2 separate regions of the Triticum aestivum genome follow, and region 1 is linked to region 2. The links are chromatin contacts, called in public Hi-C maps. All regions are on one chromosome and are shown on one strand. Each heading gives the region's core, a stretch centred on a gene start, on an enhancer-like site or on the middle of the called end of the contact. The rest is flanking DNA. Distances are from core to core; before and after follow the strand shown. Region 1 holds the start of LOC123188708 (ubiquitin carboxyl-terminal hydrolase 8). Region 2 holds the start of LOC123188707 (E3 ubiquitin-protein ligase RHF2A).

Region 1 (6,438 bases), core at 3,515-6,014, 280 kb before region 2:
GATTAGCAAATATCAGTGCACAAGCTTCAACATTTCATGTACTACAATTCTTCAGAGAACAGAGGCTGTGCTGAATGTTTCGTAGAGAAATTGGAAAGTGAGGTACAATTCTTCAGAGAACTACGTAGCATGGGGGCAGCCCGTGTCCGCCGTGTTGCCGCTCGAGGTCGACGCATCCAGACGCCACTGTAATGGACGCGGCTACTGCAGGTCACACCTACCGTCACCCGACGCAGCAGCTTGGTGGCCCTGGTAGCACAGCGCCGCTGTACTTCATCCCCACGGTTGGTGCGACCGGCGTGCGTGTCACCTTCGCAATTCACTCCCCTGTCACACGGTCTGCGTCGTCGGCGAAGCTGCCTGTTCGGACACCGCGGATATCCTCGTCTTCCCCCCACCGCCCGGCGGCGTCCTCGGGAGCCCTACCCGCCGAGGAAAGGGAGCTCTGACGCGGCGCACGACCTCGTCTCTGACGGTTGTGGCCGCTGCGGGGAGTCTCGGAGCCGTCGTGGCGTTCCCGACGGCCCATGGACGTGGGTGAGTTAGGTCGGAGTTGGGTAAGGCAATCCCTAGGGGTTATCTGTTAATGGCGTTTAAGTGGATGCCGAGAGATCCCTCCTTTGATCCATGGCGTCCATTATAGATCTGACGGCCAACGAAGGAATTTTCAGGTTTTCACTGAAAAGCCATTTTCACTGGATACTTCGCCAATTAATAGCATGGTCAATATGAGAGTTAGCTTTGGCATCCAACTATAAATAACTTCATGAATAAGAAGTATGACACAAGCAATACAACAGTACGGAACACAAATGCAAGCATTGCACCTCAGTTATGGGAAGTGTGTAGGCATTAGCTACAGACATGTATATATGAGGAAATTCTACGCACTGAGCCACTAATCATGTATAAACTACAGAGTCATCAATGGAAGGCGAGTCCAGGTTTGAGAGCAAATAGAAATGGCACGTGCCAAAATCAATCTATGAGCAGGGGCTAGCTAACCTAACTTTGGGTGAGCAGGTGAAAAGTGAAATATTAGACACTTCCATATCAATTGGTTAAGTCCAATGTACAAAATGCTCTCCTGATGCAGAATGGTCCCAAAAAGATGGACTCGCAATCCAGTTATGCTGTTAAGGAGATATTGTCCTATCTATTAAAAAAAAGGGCAGCCCAGTGCATGTAGCTCCTGCTTGCGCAGGGTCCGGGGAAGGGTCCAACCACTTTGGGTCTATTGTACACAGCCTTTCCCTTCATTTCTGTAAGAGGCTGTTTCCAGGACTTGAACCCATGACCTCATGGTCACAAGGCAGAAGCTTTACCACTGGGCCAAGGCTCCCTTCATATTGCCCTATCTATCTATAATGAAAAATCCCAAACATGAACCTGGATACAGAAACATGGATGAGTAATAGCTATGTTCCTAAAAAAACATAAAACATCAAGGATCCTCATCAAAATTATTGATCATATTGAGGCCAACAAGGCCCCTAATTGACAAAGAGGGCTATCATTAATAAAGAGGTTTTAAAATGAATTGCTCCCAGTGATTGAATGAAAACTGCAGACCAGAAGGTTTTACGGTGAGCCCATGTGTATTCTGCACCACCTTTTTGTGAAAAAAAAATGTAGTCAGACAAGATTTCCTATAGAGCAACGGGCTCCATTGGACAATACACAGATGATACTTCATACTTATGCTACTTACTAAAAATGAAATATGTAGGTCAAATAGGATGCAGAGCACGTCATTTATACATGGCTATCTAGTGTCTACACAAGGTTTATTGCATCCATGCTTGGGAGAAAAGGATTTTATAATAGCAACCCAAAACAAACTTACGCATGGAGGGGGCGCCGAACTCATCAGCATATCACAGTTAGCAACCTTAAGTTCTAGACTTAGAGCAAGGTCATGAATAGAAGAGTTAATACGAGCGTCACCGAGCACGTATCGCCACCGGTGAGCCTCCGAGCTCTCCAGACACGATCTCAGAGGAGGAGAAGCGGGTGGCGGTAGACCTGGCTGCCGGATTCGCCGGTGGCCGCTTCAAGGTGGTGGGTGCGGCGGCCAGGGGCGACGGCATCCACTTCCAAACGATGAGCGCTAGCCAAGGAGGTGGATGAGCAGCACCCCCGCTTTGCTGAGATGGCGGAGGAGCGTCGCTGGTGCTATGTCGAGGCGCAACTTGACGCAGAGCGTGCCAATGCCTTAACCGTGGAGGCACTCATGGCGAATCCGAAGATCGTCGCCAACAACCACGCGATCTTCGCGTCATTGGACAGCGCATGCATTTGGCCAGCCGCCAACGACGAGGAGGCCGGTCCCTCCGGTGTGGGGGTGATGAACACCTCCTCCGATGAGGAGTAGAAGACTAGAAGTAGAATTTATCTATATGTCCTGATGAATCTAGCTAGTTTAATGGCGATGAAGTAGTATGTACTAGGTAAATTAACTACTCTAGTATGGTAGAATATAGTGTTGTTGTTAATTATGGAACAAAGTGGTTTAAACATGTGTTTGAAATGAATTTGTGTGATAAAATTGTGTTCAAATTTTTTTAGGGAAATAATTTATAGGGGATCTGCTAGCTGCACAACAATGAATTCCCTAAAAAATAGGCAAATGGGTCAGGGAGAAGAATTTGAAATTTTAGGATAGGGGATCTGCTAGAGTTGCTCTTAGTCTGTTTAGCTCAGTTTGAACATTCATGCTACCAGGAAGACAAGCACCTCAGGAGTAGCAAGCATGGCATGTTAATAGCGAAGAGAGCGGCAATTTGGCTCGCGGGCTCTACTATATTTTCAAAAATACGAAAATGGTAATCAATACTTTTCAAGGATGTGTGTGTGTGTGTGCGCGTGCGCTTATGCGTGTGGGTGGGTGCGCGCGCGGGCGTGCATGTGTGTGTGTGTGAAGGGGAGCACGGTAAAGCTGTTGCCTTGTGACCATGAGGTCACGGGTTCGAGTCCTGGAAACTGTTGAAGTTTATATGTGGATTGCCTAGCCCTTTCCATTAGTTCGGACTTTTGGTTGTGTTGGCTAGTGCATGAAGCTTAACATGGTATCAAGGCCTATGGTCTTTCAAGGCCAAGCTTTCGCAATTTATCAAAAAATTGTTGTTGCCCCTCTTTGTGTCCACGTATAGGCCTCTTGAGCCATACCTTTTGAGTCTATTCACGTGTTGACTTCCCGCATCACACTTGAGAGGGGTGTTGAAGTGTATACGTGGATTGCCTAGCCCTTTCCATCAATTCGGACTTATGGTTGCGTTGGCTAGTGCATGAAGCTTAACATGGTATCAGGGCCTAAGGTTAGTTCGGACTTTTGGTTGCATTGCCTAGTGCATGAAGCTTAACAGAAACAACCTCTTGCAGAAATGTAGGGAAAGGCTGTGTACAAAGGACCCAAAGTGGTCGAACCCGGGCCATGCGCAAGCGGGAGGTACATGCACCGGGCTGCCCTTTTGTGTGTATGTATTCTACGTATCTGTTAACTTCTATTGAATAATATGTTAATTTGTAGTCTACATAGACAGACAAATCTATGCCTCTAAAACGGCAAAAGGTAACATATTTGTTTGATCCATGTATTTGTTTTTTTGTGTAAACCACAGATAAAACTATATATTTATGAAAATTTCTATATACATACTGCACAACTATATGTACATGTACAAAAAAGTATGTTTTTGCTTTAAGAAAAAAATAAAGGGTTACATTTCAGCCACTTAACAACCTGGAAAACTGAACCTAAATACATCAGTTTATTAGGTGCTTCAGCTTTGTAGGGAAACAGTAGGTGGTTTATCTACTGTAAATTTATTGAAAAATGAATATTTACTGAAAGGAAACAAAAAAAAGAAAATTCCAATTTTTTGGTTGAGTAATTAGGCTTCAACCCTGAAAATCCATAGTATTGTTTATGTGACCGAATTAACCAATAAGAGGAAGTCCAATTAACTGAATGCCCTAAGTTAAAAGCGTAAGCACTTGATCGGAATTCAAAATAGTCAGCACATGAGACTCACGTGTTACCATTATCACCGCATTACTACTAGAGCTGAATCTACCAACAAGCCAGCTCATGCGATTGCACCACCATTCTAGATTCTCACCCTCGAGCATTATTGCATCCAAGTTGTTACACAAGACAAAAACGAGGAGTAAACGAGGATGCGGAGTGACGCCGACTGACCTGGCGAGCGCCCGCGAGAGCTCGTCCGCCGGGACGAGTGCGTAGCTGCGGCTCCCTCCTGAGGTTGCGCTGGCGCGGCACTCCCCGCGGTCGAGGCGCAGCACGAGATCCGGGTGCAGGAAGCTGTGGAGGAGCCTGAGGCCATAATATGAGGGTGAGGCCGCCGGCGTGGCTGCGTAGCGGACCCCGCCCTCCTCTGCCGCCTCCTCCCGCACCCCCGCCCACCACCTGTGCAGCAGCAGCAGCAGCACATTGTTACCCCTGCTTGCGGGGTTTCAGCGAGGAGGTTGAGCGTGAGAGAGCGAGCGTACCTGAAGGGGACGAGGCAGACGGCGGCGGGGCAGGAGGAGGAAGCAGAGGGGGCGTCGCAGGCGGCGGAGGTGGAGGCGGAGGCCGGGGCGGAGGCGGTGGCGGCGGTGGCCATGAGGAGATGGGATCTCTGATCTGGGATGCGTGCGCGAGTGAGCTGGTGGTTGTTTGCTCGCTCGGCAGCTGCTGCCCTTTGTTTTTGTTTTGCTGCAGCTGGAGATGGATTTGATTTGGAGTTACTCCGGTATACTAGTTTTTCCTCTCTTTTTTTGAGAAATACTCCTGTATACTAGTAGTACTACTACTCGGTAGTAAATCTGGGATCGGGTTGGCTGTCTCTGCTGTGCTGGGCTGGCGCTTTCGAGAAGACGCGAGCGGGGAAAGGCGAAAGGGGATTAAAGCGGACGAAATTCTTCCTCTGAATTTTTTGACGAACTACTAAATCACGAATTGGCCCCATTTTGAAAAGAATTTCGTTTCTGACTTTTTTTATCACCCCAACATCCTTGGCGTCTGGTTCACACAGAAGACGCCATGGTCCTCGGTGTTTCACACTGGCTCACACTTGCAGACATGGCGCTGACGTGACAAAGTTCAAATGCCATAAATTCTGACGTTTAGGTGAGACGCCATAGGTCTTGGAATTTGGTCGTAGTCCATGTAAATAATAAAAGATGCATGCATCATTTATGGAGTTACTTCCGTGAATACTAATTCTCTTAATTTTTGTGAATACATAAATTGTATATCATTGCATTGATAGATTGAATAGAGTTACAATGGCTAGGCACGACCAGGGATAGAGAATGGTTATGCTAGCAAGGATAGGAAAATACAAAACTCAAGATGGATCAAAAGTGAATTTGGCCAGCCCTTTGGCAACAGCCGAAGCCCAGCCTAGCTTCGTCAAGGATGTTTTGCGTTAGGGCGTAGGTAGACGGTTGGATCATGTCGAAGGTGCACAGGTAATTAATGAGTTTCAAAAAAAGTTTAGTAATTAATGACAACCAACGCTGGAGCATGTGCGATTATCTCGTTCTAATTAGGTATCATGCACCCAATAAATAAGAAGGAGAAAATCAAGAAAATAATTGCCTTGCATTTTACGGCTAGTATTGTTGGAATCGGGGCTCCGCGGACCCAAACGAGGTTCAAACCCTGGGGCATGTATGAAAGATCTAGCCTAGCTACGGCCCCAAGCTCACTGCCTCATGGCTTGGCCTCGTCGGGTTAGAGCGAGCGGGAAGAAGAAGTGGACACATCAGTTTACCTAGGTTCAGGCTACCTTGTGGTGTAAATTCTACTCTTGCTTTGTGGTGGATTGCCTCACGAGGAGAATGAGCATGAACTAGTACAAGGGTGAGCTGCCTCGGAAGAGCTTAATGGCCGAAGGGTTGGATGGCCAAAGGATTCGATCCCCCTCCACGATGGAGTCTACCCTATCTTTACAGTGGCATTGGTCCTCTTTCCACATAGCTTAGGCGGGAAGGGATTTCACAATGATCAGTTTGAAAGGGGATAAGAGTATATCTTATCCTGACGAAAGGTGGTCTTCGCCTACAAAGCTTCTGGTCGTGGCGCAGTGATGGGCTCGGCGATGACATCCGGCCTACCGAGCTCGTGGTCTTGATCTTGTTGCACTGGAATAGAAACCTTTGGGGGATTCCTTGGAAACCCTTGTACGTCCTTGCCTTCTTAGCACCAAAGAGGAAATTGTCCTCTTCTGCGCCCACTGGCGCCCACCTGGCCTTGGTCGTCATGGCTCACGTCATTGCGCGCCTCGTAAGGTGAGGTGCTTGCATAGAGATCTCCGCTCCTCGGGAGGCCTTGGTGTCGTTCGCCTCGCGAGGCATGGGCCCTCGCGAGGGTCTTGCTTACGATTCCTTGGAACTGGGCCACACCGGGCCGTCGGTGGAGCCACGTGATGG
Region 2 (6,413 bases), core at 901-3,400:
TTTATTATTTCTAGATCTGCAACAAGTCAGGTTGTCATATAGCAATCTAGTTTTGTTCTACCTGTAGTCATTCCCTGCTTAACCTATTTCATGCAGGTATTCTATTGGGAACAAGGGTATGCATCCCCTATTATAACTTTTAGATTTGAAGGTCAGTCATTAGGTAAGAGTTTGGTCTGCGTAATTATCGGTTAGTTTTCTTACATTATATGTGGTCAAATATGGTGTTGCTCTCTTCCTTATTCTCTTATTGTAAGTTATCGATATATGTTGTTCTACTACCCTCCTCACTGCCAATCACAACGACATATTAATCAAAGCCTCTGGATCTGAATTTGCTATAGTTTGTACCTTGCAATTTCAATAGATTGATGAGCTCAAAATTGAGAAGATGGATTACTGTTTACTTTTTTTGTGCTGAAATATCAATCTAAAGAATGTCACACATTACCCATACCCAATTTTTACTAACTCTTTAAATCATTGCCAAATTTCCCACTGCAACGCGCCGGATATCCTCTAGTACTTCTATACGGTGGGTAACACCACCACCAATCTTTCTTGAAGATTTTTGTTTGGCGTCACATACATTGCATTATCTTCATAATTGGTTTGTATTCAACATTGGATCTGTCTTCACGATTTATCTTCAAGTTCTATTTGGATCTCATTTCCTATATATGTTTGGTGACTAGAACTAAGAGCGCAAGAATAAAATAAAGGAACAAGAGAGTAATGGAAATGATGAAATCAACAATAGGGCCAATGCGTTACAGTGGGGCTGTTGCGGACTTGGACTCATGGAGACACTCGCTATTTGATTGTACTATGGCCAAATGCACGCGAACATTAGCTTCAGAGGAAGTTGCCGAGCTAATGGTACTAACACATGCAAGCAAAGCATCTAACTTGATTTTTGAGTTGATCGAGGAACTTCCACAACCTGGGTTGACAATGATGTTCGTAACCTTGTTGGCAATTTGGATGCTCGACAAAAGATCATTCATACAACTATATTTTAGAGTTTGTTATCCACACATTGCTTCATTGGGAGTTTCATGGCGGACTTGGACGTGCTACAATCTCCAAAGAATGACAACTTGGCGAGGCAAAGGGACGTGGTCACGCCATCTTGGATCCCTCCTCCAACAGGCTATTGGAGTGAACGTCGATGTTGCCTTTACCAAGCAAGATAGTAAGGGTGCGGCGGCGATGATCGTAATATGTTTTGACGATGATATCATGGCAGCTTCGATTGCCATTTTTAAAGGTATTCAAGTCTTTGAGACTTTGGAATCACTCGTCTGCTAGGAGGCGCTCTCACTGGCAAGTGTTTTGCTCGTCCATAAGGTGAGAATTGCAAGCGACTACCTCTGGGTCATCAATACCCTCCGTGATAGTTCGATGTGTCACTATAGGAAGATGACAAAGGAGATTTTGGCAGGAGCAGGGTGTTCGAAATGATATCATTTGTTGATGTGAATATAGAATCGCATATGTTAACAACGGTTGATCACTGAGTGTGGCTGACTACTCCATCTAAGGACATGTATATCTCAAATTCCTTAAATAAAGTGGGTACTGTGTCCTTAAATAAAGTGGGTACTGTGTCTAAAAAAACTAGATGATTTCCCCGCGCGTTGCTGCGGGAGCTTAAAGATTAATTTTGGACACATTCTATATGAATGAAATGACCTAAATCAAAAGTTATTACTTTTGAATATAATTATATGTGAACAAAGGCTTTGCATATATGTTGGACTATTGGAGATGGAACAATTAAATTGGCGTATGCATGTCCTACAAGATAGTTCTAGTGGATGATGACCTGACATATTTGATGATGTGAAGGGATGCATGTTGAGAGAATTAGACTTAGTGGGGATCAACTATTTATGTATTATTATAGATTCCAGATATCTGTATGTCTCTAGGAAAATAGGAAAATATGATTAATATCCTTTAGTACGATTTTTTTAAACATCCTTGCAGAGTGAAATCGAAGAGCTGGAGCCAAATAATAATATTAGCACCACACCGTACCCCACCAACCCTGCTCCGTATGGCGGTCCACGCATGTCAGTGATGGAACCGCACAAACTAAGGACGGGCCCACCAGTTTTAGCGACCCCAAAACGGGTCGACATCTGGGTCTACCCGTCATTGGCGTGAAGCAGACGAGGGGCACGCGGAGAGAGAGAGAAGAGAGTTAAAGCGGCCATTTCTTCGTCGACCTCGTCGCCCCCGCGCAGGCGTGCTCCGTCGTCGTCGTCGTCGCGGCCGTCAAAGGAGAACGATTCCACACGGAGTTGCTGTTTTTATCCGAGAAGCCCGGATACTCGGTCAGAACCACTCGATCTCGATCTCTCGCTTTGTTAATCTTGGGTCTAGCTAGGTGGATAAGGTGCGATTTTGGGGGCGAATTTTCCTCCATTTCTTCATACAATCTTGATTGGTTTTTGAATGACCTCGATTGCTTGGATTTCCGCGCGAATTTTATATCTAATTCTTGCCGTTCGCGTTGTTGCAGGGATTGCGCGGGGGAGGCAGCGGTCCATTCCTGCGGTCGATTCGGTTCTTGATAGGCTAGTAAAAAGAGAGAGAGGGAGGGAGGGATGGACGAGAAGGCAGCCAAGATGGAGAAGCTCTCGTCGGCGGCGGCTTTCGTGGAGGGCGGCGTGCAGGACGCCTGCGACGACGCCTGCAGCATCTGCCTCGAGGCCTTCTGCGACAGCGACCCCTCCACGGTACCTACCTCTCGCTTGGGGATGTAATGGTGATTGGCCATGGAAATCTTTCGATTCGGTGGTAGACGTGTCTGAAGTTCTGGTTTCTTGTTTTGAACTGCCACAGGTTACAAGCTGCAAGCATGATTTCCATCTCCAGTGCATCCTTGAGTGGTGAGGACCATGTCAAGTTCTGTAACCATTCCGTTAGAAATTTAGAATGATATTGCCTGAAACTATCATACGAGTATGCAGTTTGCTGCTGTTAGGTTGTTCATGGTAAGATTTGAAACATCGATGAATTGATTCGAGAGCCACATTATATTTTCAAGAGTTGCAGTTTATATTTTGGATGCTGAATGATTGGTTTCCTGTGTTGCACTTTTTGGCCGGAGGATTTGTTGTTCTGCACCATTTATCTTCATTTCTTACTTCTGCCACTCATTCAGAACTTTCAGATGAAACTCTCAGATGAAACTTTCAGATGAGTACTATATAGTAGCTTGATCACTACAATGACCCATTGACTGTCACTTGTAATTCGGAAGGGTTGCAATTTCTCTTTGTAACTGTTGGTTGATTGGTTTACCACATCGTTGTGTTGCGACTGCGACTCCTTATCATATATTCTGATGTACTAACGTAATTGATGTTGTAGGTGCCAGAGAAGCTCCCAGTGTCCCATGTGTTGGCAGGCAATCAGCATGAAGGACCCTCTGAGGTAGAAATTCTTATGTAAACCAGGAGTGAGATCAATTGTACATTTCTAGCCAAGTCTCACTTAAATTCTTGAATTACAGTCAAGAGCTCCTTGAGGCTGTTGAACAGGAGAAGAATGTGCAAGCAGATCGCTCACGCACGACCGCCGTTTTTCGCCATCCAATGCTCGGACATTTTGAGGTGTCATTTCGCATTTCCATTGCCCTTCTACCAATTGCTTTCTTGCTGCCATGTCTCGATCCACCCAATGCCTGTACTGCTGCTGATGCTGCTATTTCTCCCAGGTACCAGTTGATACAGATGATGCTGAGCTTGAAGAACGTCTCGTGCAACACCTGGCCGCTGCTGCCGTGACACGTAGGTCGCACCGCCATGGTAGAAGGGAAGGCCACCGCGGAAGATCAGGACCACACGGTCGCACACAAATTGTAGTATTTTCGACAACTGAAACTACCTCTAGTGACCCCATTTCTTCAGATTCACCACAAGTAGGGGACAGTGAGCATTCTCCTGCTATAATGTCTGCTCCTGTGGATGCCATGGAAGAAGCATCTGCCAACATACTAGTGCACAATAATACTTCATCTAACTGCCCTGTTGGATCAAATGATAGGTGATTCCTATTTTCATATGATGACATAACTACCGGACGGCCTACATCGGTGTTTTTTTTTCTTCTCATGTATATTTGTTTAACACTCACTACATAATGACCTTGATCAGAATTTCTGGTGATGAAGCATCTCCCATCAACCAGGATGGAGCTGGACCATCCGATCCACAATCTTTCTCAAACACACTCAAGACTCGCCTGCAGTCGGTTTCGGTCAAGTAATACTCTCTGATTCCTTCAAACTTCAGAGACCTTTGGAATTGGAAAACCAACATTATTGTAGCCAACTTATATTTGTGGTCTCCCTTAACAATGCTAGGTACAAGGACTCGATAACGAAGAACACCCGTGGGTGGAAGGAACGGTGGCTCTCTCGGAGTGACACGATATCGAGTCTTGGTTCTGATGTGAGGAGGGAGGTTAATGCCGGAATCGCTGCTGTGTCTCGCATGATGGAGCGGCTAGAAACGAGGGATGGGAGTGGCTCTGGGCCCTCATCGGCTTCTTCGGACAATGTTTCTTCTGCTACAAATAATCAGGGGGCCGCGTCGTCCAACTTTTGTGCTTCCGTAAATGGCGCCTCGTCTTCGGCAACTTGTGCGTCGAGATCTGGTTCACAATGAACCATCTTCTACCATGAAAGATGAACTTATTTTTTAGCTGCGAGTTGAACCTGGCATCTGGTACTATTAGAACAGTCACATGTAACATGTTTGATTTGTGCAACCAAAGATGCAGCTGTAAAGAACTGGTTTCAAGAATGATATGAACCAGGGTGGTGCAACGTCTACCACACAGTAGCTCTTGTTCGTTTCTTCGTAGACCTGCAAGGCTACGACAGTCAGTTGTTTCATCAGGCCATCTTAGGAGCCATAGTGAAGGGAACATCAGAGTCGTGATATGAGATTCATGTCTCCATGAACTCTCTGTATAGAGATGCAGAACAGTAACTGCACAGATAATTTCTGTTCATTGTTGACAAAAAATCTGCATCGATTTCGCAGTCTTGTATTCCTTCCGAATGTGGCACCGATACACAAAACTTGCACTTCTTTCTGGCCTAACATGTTCTTTGGTCTCTGCTTTGCTTTCCAACTCAAATAGCTAACCAGGCCATGGACTGATGGATTGTCTGTACTCAACTCAAATAGCTAACCAGGCCATGGACTGATGGATTGTCTGTACTTGAAGGGGCGCGCTTTGTTGTGCCATTGATTCTTTTTCTCGCAAAAACACAAAGATTGCATATCATTGCATTGATAGGAAGAGGGATGACTACATTGGCCACGCGTACACAAGCCGGCGCGGGCTCAAATAGCAGGAGCAGTTAGGGGAGGGGCTGCTCGTCCCCGATACATTATGCTAGAACCTATCTCTCAGAGATCATGTTCGCCAAGCCGTTGGCGCCGGCGCTAGCCCACAAGCAAGCGTCTTCTTGAATGGATTGAAGCAGACTTGTGGCGGAGGGTTGCAACTGATCGAAGACGCATCCATTCCGGTGCTTCCAGATTGCCCATGCGGTGAGAGTGATGATGGAGTTGAGTCCTCTACGCAGAGCCGTGGGTGATGAAGAACAGGTGTCAATCCGCCATTCCGCCAATGGTGATAAGAGCAGGTGTCGATCCGCCATTCCGCGAATGGTGTCCGAACTTGGGATCGTGGCAGTCGATCTACACCAAGAGAGGACCTCATGCCAAATTTGGCGGGAGAAGGGGCAAGCAGCAAATAGGTGGTGCATGTCCTCGGTGGCCTGGTCACACAGCACACATCTGCCGTTGTGGGGCAGATCTCGTCGGGCGAGGCGGTCGACCGTCCAACACCGATCCTTCAAGGCAAGCCAGATGAAGACCTTGATGCGTAGGGGGCCCATGTCTTCCAAGTAAGCTTCCATGAAGCGTCGATCGTAGAACCATGGAAGAGCACTAGGTAGCAGGACTTGGTGGAGTAGACGCCGAACTCCGTCCACTTCCGGCCCAGCCGCGAGGGTTGCGTTTTGCAGCACATGCCAAAGGTCGACGTACTGAAGGAGGGTGGCCGGGCCAAGCGCGTCGGCAATGTCACGCACCCATGCACGCCAGGGTAGGCCCTCAGCCACCGTTCGGTCGCGGGGGTGACGCCAAGACACCAAAGAGAATACCAGAGGCGTGAGCTCGGAGATGGCCCTGCCCTCGATCTAGGAGTCGGTCCAGAACTTGCAGGTACGGCCATCACGCACCTCCCAGACGGTGGAAGCTCTGAAAATCTGCATGGCCGCAGGGTCATGAGGAAGGTGAAGCTGGCTCCAGGGGCGCGAAGCGTCGGTACGCTGGAGCCAAAGCCATCGGGTGCGCAGGGCAACGCCAGTGCGCTGCTGG

Evidence for each region. Hi-C and Micro-C count contacts between places; a contact is called where the count stands out from the background.
Region 1: a Hi-C map of leaf shows a contact between it and region 2, with 4 times the contacts expected there. The contact joins the promoter of LOC123188708 here to the promoter of LOC123188707 in region 2. A contact is called at or near these places in 2 of 5 Hi-C or Micro-C datasets (both in leaf).

What each region holds. Positions count from the first base shown.
Region 1 is chr2A:375,268,376-375,274,813 of IWGSC CS RefSeq v2.1, reverse strand. It overlaps LOC123188708 (ubiquitin carboxyl-terminal hydrolase 8), which reads right to left and starts at 4,764. Exons shown (of 12, transcript XM_044600942.1): 1 at 4,513-4,764; 2 at 4,202-4,429. The coding sequence starts at 4,625.
Region 2 is chr2A:374,982,304-374,988,716 of IWGSC CS RefSeq v2.1, reverse strand. It overlaps LOC123188707 (E3 ubiquitin-protein ligase RHF2A), which reads left to right and starts at 2,150. Exons shown (of 8, transcript XM_044600940.1): 1 at 2,150-2,342; 2 at 2,531-2,747; 3 at 2,854-2,900; 4 at 3,385-3,447; 5 at 3,527-3,626; 6 at 3,731-4,059; 7 at 4,170-4,277; 8 at 4,379-4,859. The coding sequence starts at 2,616. The coding sequence ends at 4,682.